2 separate regions of the Mus musculus genome follow, and region 2 is linked to region 1. The links are chromatin contacts, called in public promoter capture Hi-C maps. All regions are on one chromosome and are shown on one strand. The core of a region is the stretch at or near the end of the contact, and the rest is flanking DNA. Distances in the headings are between cores, read along the strand shown.

Region 1 (3,849 bases), core at 1,311-3,810:
CCCTCCGAGTCTAAGGCTAGGAAGCGAGCCCCACTGGGCACCGACTGCTGCCAGGCCATCACTCTCAGCAGCACCACATTGGCTGCACTGGAGACAAAGCCCTTGAATGTTTTATAGGGGAAAACAGAGACTCCGGTCTTCGTTTCCTGTTTGGGGCAGATCTTGGAGCTCAGAAGAGGCAGGAGGTGTTGGAGCAGGGTGTTGGTTATGTAAGCACCTGACCTCGCACAGCTCGTCCCTGCTGTGGTTCTGAGGATGTGGGAGGGGTTCCCACTTGGCTTTCACTCTTACCTCACCCTCCTTGACACTTCTGGTCACAACAAACTGGCCATCCTGCTTCAGGACGCTCATCTTCCTCTCCATGGGAAGGACAGGGAACTGAAGAGCAGAGCACACAGGAGAGACAATCACGTGCTCGCCCTTGAGAGGCTACCTCCCATCCTATCTTCGACGCTGTTTGTCTGTGGTTTGTTTTTCTGAGAGAAAAAAAAATAGTTCAGAATGGCCTGGAACTCCCTATGTAGCTCAGGATAGCCTTGTACTTGCAACAATTCTCCTGCCTCAGCCTCCTAAGCACTGGGATTATAGGCAAATGCAGTCAATCTTAGTTTTTTATAAACAAAATAAGACAAAAGTCCCTGTCTTGATAAATAAAAAAGATAAAATAAGACAGGCAGGCAGGCGGGCAAGCAGACAAAAAGATGAACAAAAAGCCTCATAGCCTGGTGTGGTGGTCCTCATAGCCTGGTGTGGTGGTCCAGCACTTGGGAGGGGGGTCAGGGGTTCCAAATCACCCTCAGCTACACACCATGTCTGAGGCCAGTCTAGTTATGAGACTGCCTCAAAATAGGAAGGAAGGGGAGGAGAGGGAGGAAAGGAGATCTTCCATTTATGGTGGAAGTCAGAAATAGGCCCATAGTATGTAATAGGAAAGATGAACAGCTGTAAACCTCAGAACGGAACACAGGCTGGAAGCTGGGAACAGATTCTCTGAGAAGGCTGTTAGGCCCAAGTCATCTCCCATGTTTAGACAGGGCATGGCCCCACAGAGGAAGTTTCTGAAGGGACTGGGTGAAGAGGATAGAGCCAGATTTGGAGGCTAAATAGTGACAGGCTCTGGGAAAGGTCAGGTCACGTGGCTCTGGGAAGTGGACCAGGCTTTCAGGCCGGAGGAGGCCAGTGGGCTGGGCTCGGTTTGTGCATCCAGACAACATCAGCAGCAGTAATGGAGGTGACTGGTTATCAAACCAACCGTGTGTGGTGCAGGTTCGGGCTGGTGGGATATGGGAGTGTGATATTCTCCAGAGGTCCCTCCCACCCTCGTAAAGCCCATGTTCTGGCTTACCCTGGAGCAGGGGCAAGGCTGGGGGAGGCTGGGAGTAAATACCTTGATGAACTCCTGACTGTGCTGTTCCATCAGCTCCAGATTGTTGTTTAGGTAGCCTGGGGTACAGGGAGGCACTGATGTCATAGGATGGACGCTAGGGAACGGGCTGGCCCAGGCTGGGGCAACGTGGCCATGGGAAAATGACAGGGTGGTCAACACTGTTCTTGTCCTGGGTATGTGACTGGGAATGACCTCCCCTCCTCCTCCCTCTCCTCTCCCCCTTCCTCTTCTTCCCCTCCCCCAGGCTTTACCCTCTCCCAGGTAAGTCAAGGGGCAGGTCCCAATTAAGGACCTATGGATTGGAATGGGGGTGGGGCGTGGAGAGAAGATGTGAGGGACAGGCAGCAGTCAGGGCTGTACCTAGGAGGGAGCTCCCACACAGCGATTTGTCTAGGAAGCCGCGGCTAGAGGCGTGGACCAGTAGACAGTGGGTCAGGATCCCTATGTCGTCCTTGTACTTCCCCCTCTGCACCTCAATGGTCAGTTCTCCCTGAGGTTCCCCTGTGTCTGAGAGGATGGCCAGAGTCTCCGGGAAGAACAGGAGCATATCCTCCAGCCCTGGGTGGTGCAGAGAAGCTGTCTCTCCAGGCCCAGCCTCTAGACCCCACACCACCCACTCACCCCTTGTCACGTCTCCCATCTCCTAACCAGCCCCGTCACTCCTCCTTGTCATCACTCGGTGCCAGCTGGTAAAGCTCTCCCCGACAGGCTTGTCCCTCCATGTTCATTAGCAAACAGGTCTTTTCTGAATCTCAAGAGGATCGGGTGGAGAGAGAGACTTGTACCTCTCCTCCCCACGCCTGCCCCACCATCTGGCTCACAGAAGGAGTTGAGAAAGCTGATGGCTTCAGCATTGGCTTCTGGGAATGGCTGCTGCTGCTGCCGCTGCTGCTGCTGTTGCTGCAGCTGGCCTAAGTGATGCTGGTCCTTGGCTTTGGAAACTACAAGAGGAAGAAAAAGCTAATAAGTCAGACTCTAGAGAAAAGGGTAGAGTAGGTAGGGATACCTGGTTCTGATCCCCATCCCCAAAAGTTAAATTTGCGAAGACCACACTTTGGTGGGTTTGCAAGGGACAAATACCCCTTCTCCCTCCACCCACAGACCAGAAGTCCATTCCTCACCAGTGGGGGAAACTTTGGAAGACATTTTATTGAGGCTAGTCAGTCTGTGACTAGTAGTCTCCATGGCAACCAGAAAGCTAGGTACTGCCTCTTAAAGGGCAATCAACCCACTTTACTGAACCTAGATTTGTCAAGCTTTGGGGCTCAGCCCAAGCTTAAGAGGTTGTCCAGCAGAGGGAGCCTTTGACATTCTTAAGAGGCTGAGGGAAAGCAGGTCTTTACAACTTCCTTGGGAATTCATGGACGAAGGGGGCTAGAGAGGTGGCTCAGCGGTTGAAAGCAGTGGCTGCTTTTCCAGAGGGCCTGGGTTTGAATCCCAGCACTCACAAGATGGCTCACAACTGTCTCTAGTTCTGTAGGATCCAACACCCACTTCTGGACTCCATGGATACCAGAGACATACATGGCACACACACAAACATCCAACAAAACACCCAAATATATAAAATATAATAATAATAATAATAATAATAATAATAATAATAATAATAATAATAATAATAATAATACAAAGAAGTAGTAGACTAAACCAGAAGTAGTGACTTGTGCCCATAAACCGGGCACTCATGACTCCTGGGCCGGACCTAGGCTCACACACAGAATCCACTTCAAGGTTGGACAACTGTCTTTGTGTGCTACAGTCCCAATAAAAACAGTCTCCTATCTCCTGAGCCTCAGGTTCCCATTCATTGCCTTTACGATGGTGGGAAAGCCTTCGCACTCAGTAGAAACTGTTTCTAATTCCCAGGTTCACCAAGGCTGTTCATCTTCTTTTCTGCAAGCTGCAACTTTCAGAGGGGCCTCTGTGACTCACCTATGAGCTTGGATGCCTCCTCATCTTACTGGGACTGTCATCATTGAGGCATGTAGGCATAATGATGGTCACGCTGAGAGGGACAGCAAAGTCTTTTCTCTTTTGTCTTTTTTGTTTTCCTTTTTGGTTTTTCTTTTTTCTTTTTGATTTTTTCAAGACAGGGTTTCTCTGTGTAGCCCTGGCTGTCCTGGAACTCACTCTGTAGACCAGGCTGGCCTCGAACTCAGAAATCCTCCTGCCTCTGCCTCCCAAGTGCTGGGAACTTTCTTTGTTTTTAAAGATTTATTATTATATCTAAGTACACTGTAGCTGTCTTCAAATGCACCAGAAGAGGGCGTCAGATTTCATTATGGATGGTTGTGAGCCACCATGTGGTTGCTGGGATTTGAACTCAGGTCCTTCGGAAGAGCAGTCAGTGCTCTTAACCACTGAGCCATCTCTCCAGCCCCTTGTTTTGTTGTTTTGAGACAGGGTCTTATATATCCCAGGCTGACTTCAAACTTAATGAAGCAGAGAATGACCTTAAA
Region 2 (4,252 bases), core at 1,601-4,100, 240 kb after region 1:
TCCTCTTCCTCTTCCTCTTCCTCTTCCTCTTCCTCTTCCTCTTCCTCTTCCTCTTCCTCCTCCTCCTCCTCCTCCTCCTTCCTCTTCCTCTTCCTCCTCTCTGTCTGTCTCTCTCTCCCTCTCTCTCTCTGAGATAGGGTTTCTCTGTGTAGCCCTGGCTGTCCTGGAACTTGTTCTGTAGACCAGGGTGGGCTCTGCTTATTGAGTGCTGGCACTAAAAGCATGCTCCATCACCACCCAGCTGCCAGTTGTGTCTTGAAGACTGATATAAAGACATGAATATGGCCTCTACTTAATTTTTTTCTGTTTCTTTTTTTTATTAGGTATTTTCCTCATTTACATTTCCAATGCTATCCCAAAAGTCCCCCATACCCACCCCCACAATCCCCTACCCACCCACTCCCCCTTTTTGGCCCTGGCGTTCCCCTGTACTGGGGCATATAAAGTTTGCAAGTCCAATGGGCCTCTCTTTCCAGTGATGGCTGACTAGGCCATCTTTTGATACATATGCAGCTAGAGACAAGAGCTCCGGGGTACTGGTTAGTTCATATTGTTGTTCCACCTATAGGGTTGCAGTTCCCTTTAGCTCCTTGGGTACTTTCTCTAGCTCCTCCATTGGGGGCCCTATGATCCATCTAATAGCTGACTGTGAGCATCCACTTCTGTGTTTTCTAGGCCCCGGCATAGTCTCATAAGAGACAGCCATATCTGGGTCCTTTCAGCAAAATCTTGCTAGTGCATGCAATGGTATCAGCAGTCTCTACTTATTGAGCTATCACTGGTGTTGGTCACCCTGGCCATTGCTGACATCTTTGTCTCATTCAATCCCCTTAGTAGCCTCCAGAGCATAGCATTACACATGGTGACTAGGCACAGAGAGGGTAAATCTCAGCCCAGTATCACAAAGCTGTAAGCTGAGCTCAGACTTCCTTATGAGTCGAACAGAATGCCTGCACCATGGGGACACCCAGCTAGGGGAACTGTCACCTCCTTTCCCCCGGACTAGCCCCTGAGCCTCAGCAGAGTGTCATTGCCTTGGGACCCACATTCATCCTTTCCAGGGCCCCAGCTGAGTGGAAAATGTATGTTCTCTGGGAAAGCATGCAGAAGTAGACAGAGGGTGCAACATTGGGACTGAACCAATGTTCGGTGTGGGGAGCAGGGTGCCTGGTTTGAATCCCACCACCCTCTCTCGTAGAACTCTACTTCTGTCTCTCAAGGGTCCTGGGGCTCAGAGAGGGATACTGTTGCCCTTGAAGGATGTTGAATGAGCTTAGGCTGAGATCCTGGCATCAAAAGCCAGGCCAGGTGTCCAGCTTCCCAGGCAGGAGTGCTGGAGTTTGTGGGCAGGGTAGCTCTGGCATGATCCTGTAGCAGTGGATCATGGGGGGAAGAAAGGGAAAAGAAGAAAAGAAAGGCTAGGACAGCAGTGCATGGGGCCCAGGATCGGGAGTCAGAAGATAAAGGTCCCGTCCTGGACTGGTCACCCTTTCTTAGGCTCCACTTTCCTGACCTGTACACCAAGGGTTAGACAGAAGTTCTCTACAAGCTGGGCGTGGTGGCGCACGCCTTTAATCCCAGCACTGGAGAGGCAGAGGCAGGCGGATTTCTGAGTTCGAGGCCAGCCTGGGCTACAAAGTAAGCTCCAGGACAGCCAGGGCTATACAGAGAAACCCTGTCTCAAAAAAACAAAAAACAAAAAACAAACAAAAAAGAAGTTCTCTACAGACCTTTTCTAGGGTCTCTCTACCTAATCCCCAAGCCCAGGGACTCCCGTGCTCACCTGAGAAAAGCTTGTCTGTTTGGGATGTGGGCAGGATTCTGTAGCCTGAGTATGTCCCTTGTGACTGTGGGCTCTGCACAGTCTTTTCCAGCTCTCCTGCCTGGGGAGTGACTCAGCCCAGCCTGAAGGGGGCTGGACCAACCCTGGCCAGGGAGAAGTGGTAGAGAAAGATCAGGGCACTGAGGCAGAATGGGTGGCTTCCTCAAAGTCATCTGGCATGAGGCCAGTTGGTGGCAAAACACAACACCGGCAGGGGCTTCCTTTCCCGGGCACCTGCTCCTGTCTTTCTGTCTTGTTGCCAGTAGATGGCGGAAAGGGGCTGACAGAAGCGCTAGTGGGCTCCTTTTCTCGAGTTGTCTCTTCTGTCACTGGACTGAAAGTGACACAGGTGGGGAGAAGGGGCAAACGGCCACCAAGTGTCTTTCTCCCTCCTCTTACCCCAGCCAGCTGCGGGATCCCAGTCAGTGTTGGGGTGCCTTCCTTCCAGCCCTGGTACCCACTTCCCGGGGATGGAAACGCCAGGTGGGCTGCTCGGTGTAGGGTGGTCTTTCCCGCTGCTCTCGTTCAACTTCCTGGTGCTGGGGTCATCCTTTTTCTAGGCCAGGCTGGCATGTCACTTAAAACCAAGGGTTAGGGACTTCTAGAACTACTTTTACGAGCTCGAGGAACTACTTGTAAGTAGGGCTCAGAGCGATCCCCAAACGTGCTGTTCTCTGCTCCATGTCCCGCCCTTCTGCCCGGTGCAGAGCCAGATCTAACCCCGGCGCTCCCCTCGTCCTCCATGCCACCGTCTCTGTCCCTTCAGATCCCTTCTCTGGTGTCAGTCTCTCAGTCGCTCACTAGTCACGGCGTCGCTCTCTTGCGTTCCCAGTTCAGCCTGTCCCGGGGATCCCGCCGCCGCCCCTCCCGCCTTCCCGCGCCCTCGGGTCCCCTCCCCGCCTTCTGCCTCCAGCGTCCGTGTCGCCGCCCCTCGCCAGGCCCCGCACTCCCACTGCCTGGCAGAGCGGTGGCGGAGGCGGAGGCGGACTCCGACGGGGCGGGCCGGGGGCGTCGCCCTTCTTCCCCACGTCGCAGACGCCTGGGGCCGAGAGGTCGCTGGGGCTGGGGGGCGGGCCGGCTCGCGGGTAGTCCGCGTCCCCGCCCCGGGCCCGCCGGGTCCCGGGCCGGATGGGCTGCACCGTGAGCCTGGTGTGCTGCGAGGCGCTCGAGCCTCTGCCCTCCTGCGGCCCGCAGCCCCCCGGGACTCCGCCGGGCCCCGCGCGGCCCGAGCGCTGTGAGCCCGGGGGTGCGGCGCCCGACCCGAGGAGGCGGCTGCTGCTTCAGGTAGGGAGCTGTGGGCCGGATGCGGGCAGCGGGCACGGCAGAGCCCGGTCCATCTGGGACAGTAAGGAGTCTGGGAAGGTGTAGGTAGGAGAGTGGGAGGGCCCTGCAGTCAGTTCTGTGGAGGTCACACCTGGGCCTCTGGTGTCCTTGAAGGGCAAATACCTGTGAGACGTTGGTGCCAGGTCTGTGATCCACTGCTAGAGAAATTGAAGCAGGGAGGTTCTAAGCCAAGGCCAGCATAGTGAGATCGTTTCTCCAACAAACTAAAACCAACCAAATCCCCCAACTCAAACTCTCCCAAACACCAAAACTAGTAAGACAAAAAACCCAAAACAAGCAAGAAGAAAGAGGAAAAAGCAAGAGGCAGAGAGAGGGAGGCAGCAGGCTATTAGTGAGAATTTGGAACCACCCAAGGGTGCTGGGGTGAGGAGAGAAAGGTTAATATCCTCTTAGCTTGGAGTGGGGGGGGGGGGGGCAGAATGGTGGCTGTCTTGGTGTTTTCTACCAGGAGGAACGGGGCTGTCAGAGCCAGCAGGGCCCACAGTAGGATCTGAGGAGGTGGGTGGGTCCAGTAGAGTCCCCCTTTCTCCTCCCTCCTATTCTTTTCTCGGTGAGTCTTGGAACCTGGATGCTGAAAAGTGACCAGGAGCAAAAATAGTGATGACCAGGGAAGCAGGCTGGCTGGACACCCCGGGCTTTGCATAGGCTCTGTATTTTCCTGGAGAGGAAAAAAAATGGTGTTTTGTATCAGCAGGGACTGGCCATCTCTAGTTCAGCCCTTGCAGAACCCTAGTCTCCCTCTCGGGATAGGAGGAGCAGTCTCATGGGATGGTGTGCTGACTTTGTTCTGGGCGAGACTGGGGCCCTTCAGTTCCTTCTCCACTGGAGGCCAGCAGAGTTAGCGTTGACTCCAAGTGCATCCTGCAACCACATCCCAGGGCACCTCCATACGGACAGAGGCGGGCCGATATGGCAATATGTACTTATGCACATGTTTTTGTGAGTGCGTCAAGTGCCCAAGACTCTCCTCTGCACCACTTGACTGGCTACACCACTAGGGCACAGATGAGAGCATATTGGTGGTTATATGCCACAGGCAGAGGCACAGGGTTGGGAACTTGTAAATGGAACGCTCTATCCTGCAAG

Evidence for each region. Capture Hi-C pulls out chosen DNA fragments and counts their contacts.
Region 2: a promoter capture Hi-C map of liver shows a contact between it and region 1. The contact joins the promoter of Tns1 here to the promoter of Catip in region 1. A contact is called at or near these places in 8 of 39 promoter capture datasets (the 3T3-L1 cell line, the HPC-7 cell line, embryonic stem cells and 4 more), 2 of 484 Hi-C or Micro-C datasets (CD4 T cells and embryonic fibroblasts) and 2 of 9 other capture datasets (liver and pancreatic islet).

The regions. Positions count from the first base shown.
Region 1 is chr1:74,360,846-74,364,694 of GRCm38.p6, reverse strand. It overlaps Catip (ciliogenesis associated TTC17 interacting protein), which reads right to left and starts at 2,560. Exons shown (of 10, transcript NM_001379457.1): 1 at 2,509-2,560; 2 at 2,173-2,328; 3 at 1,748-1,945; 4 at 1,388-1,443; 5 at 292-378; 6 at 1-146. The coding sequence starts at 2,533.
Region 2 is chr1:74,123,146-74,127,397 of GRCm38.p6, reverse strand. Tns1 (tensin 1) reads left to right here and starts at 2,850. Exons shown (of 33, transcript NM_001289895.2): 1 at 2,850-3,106. The coding sequence starts at 2,951. It overlaps Rufy4 (RUN and FYVE domain containing 4), which reads right to left and starts at 1,857. Exons shown (of 12, transcript NM_001170641.1): 1 at 1,784-1,857.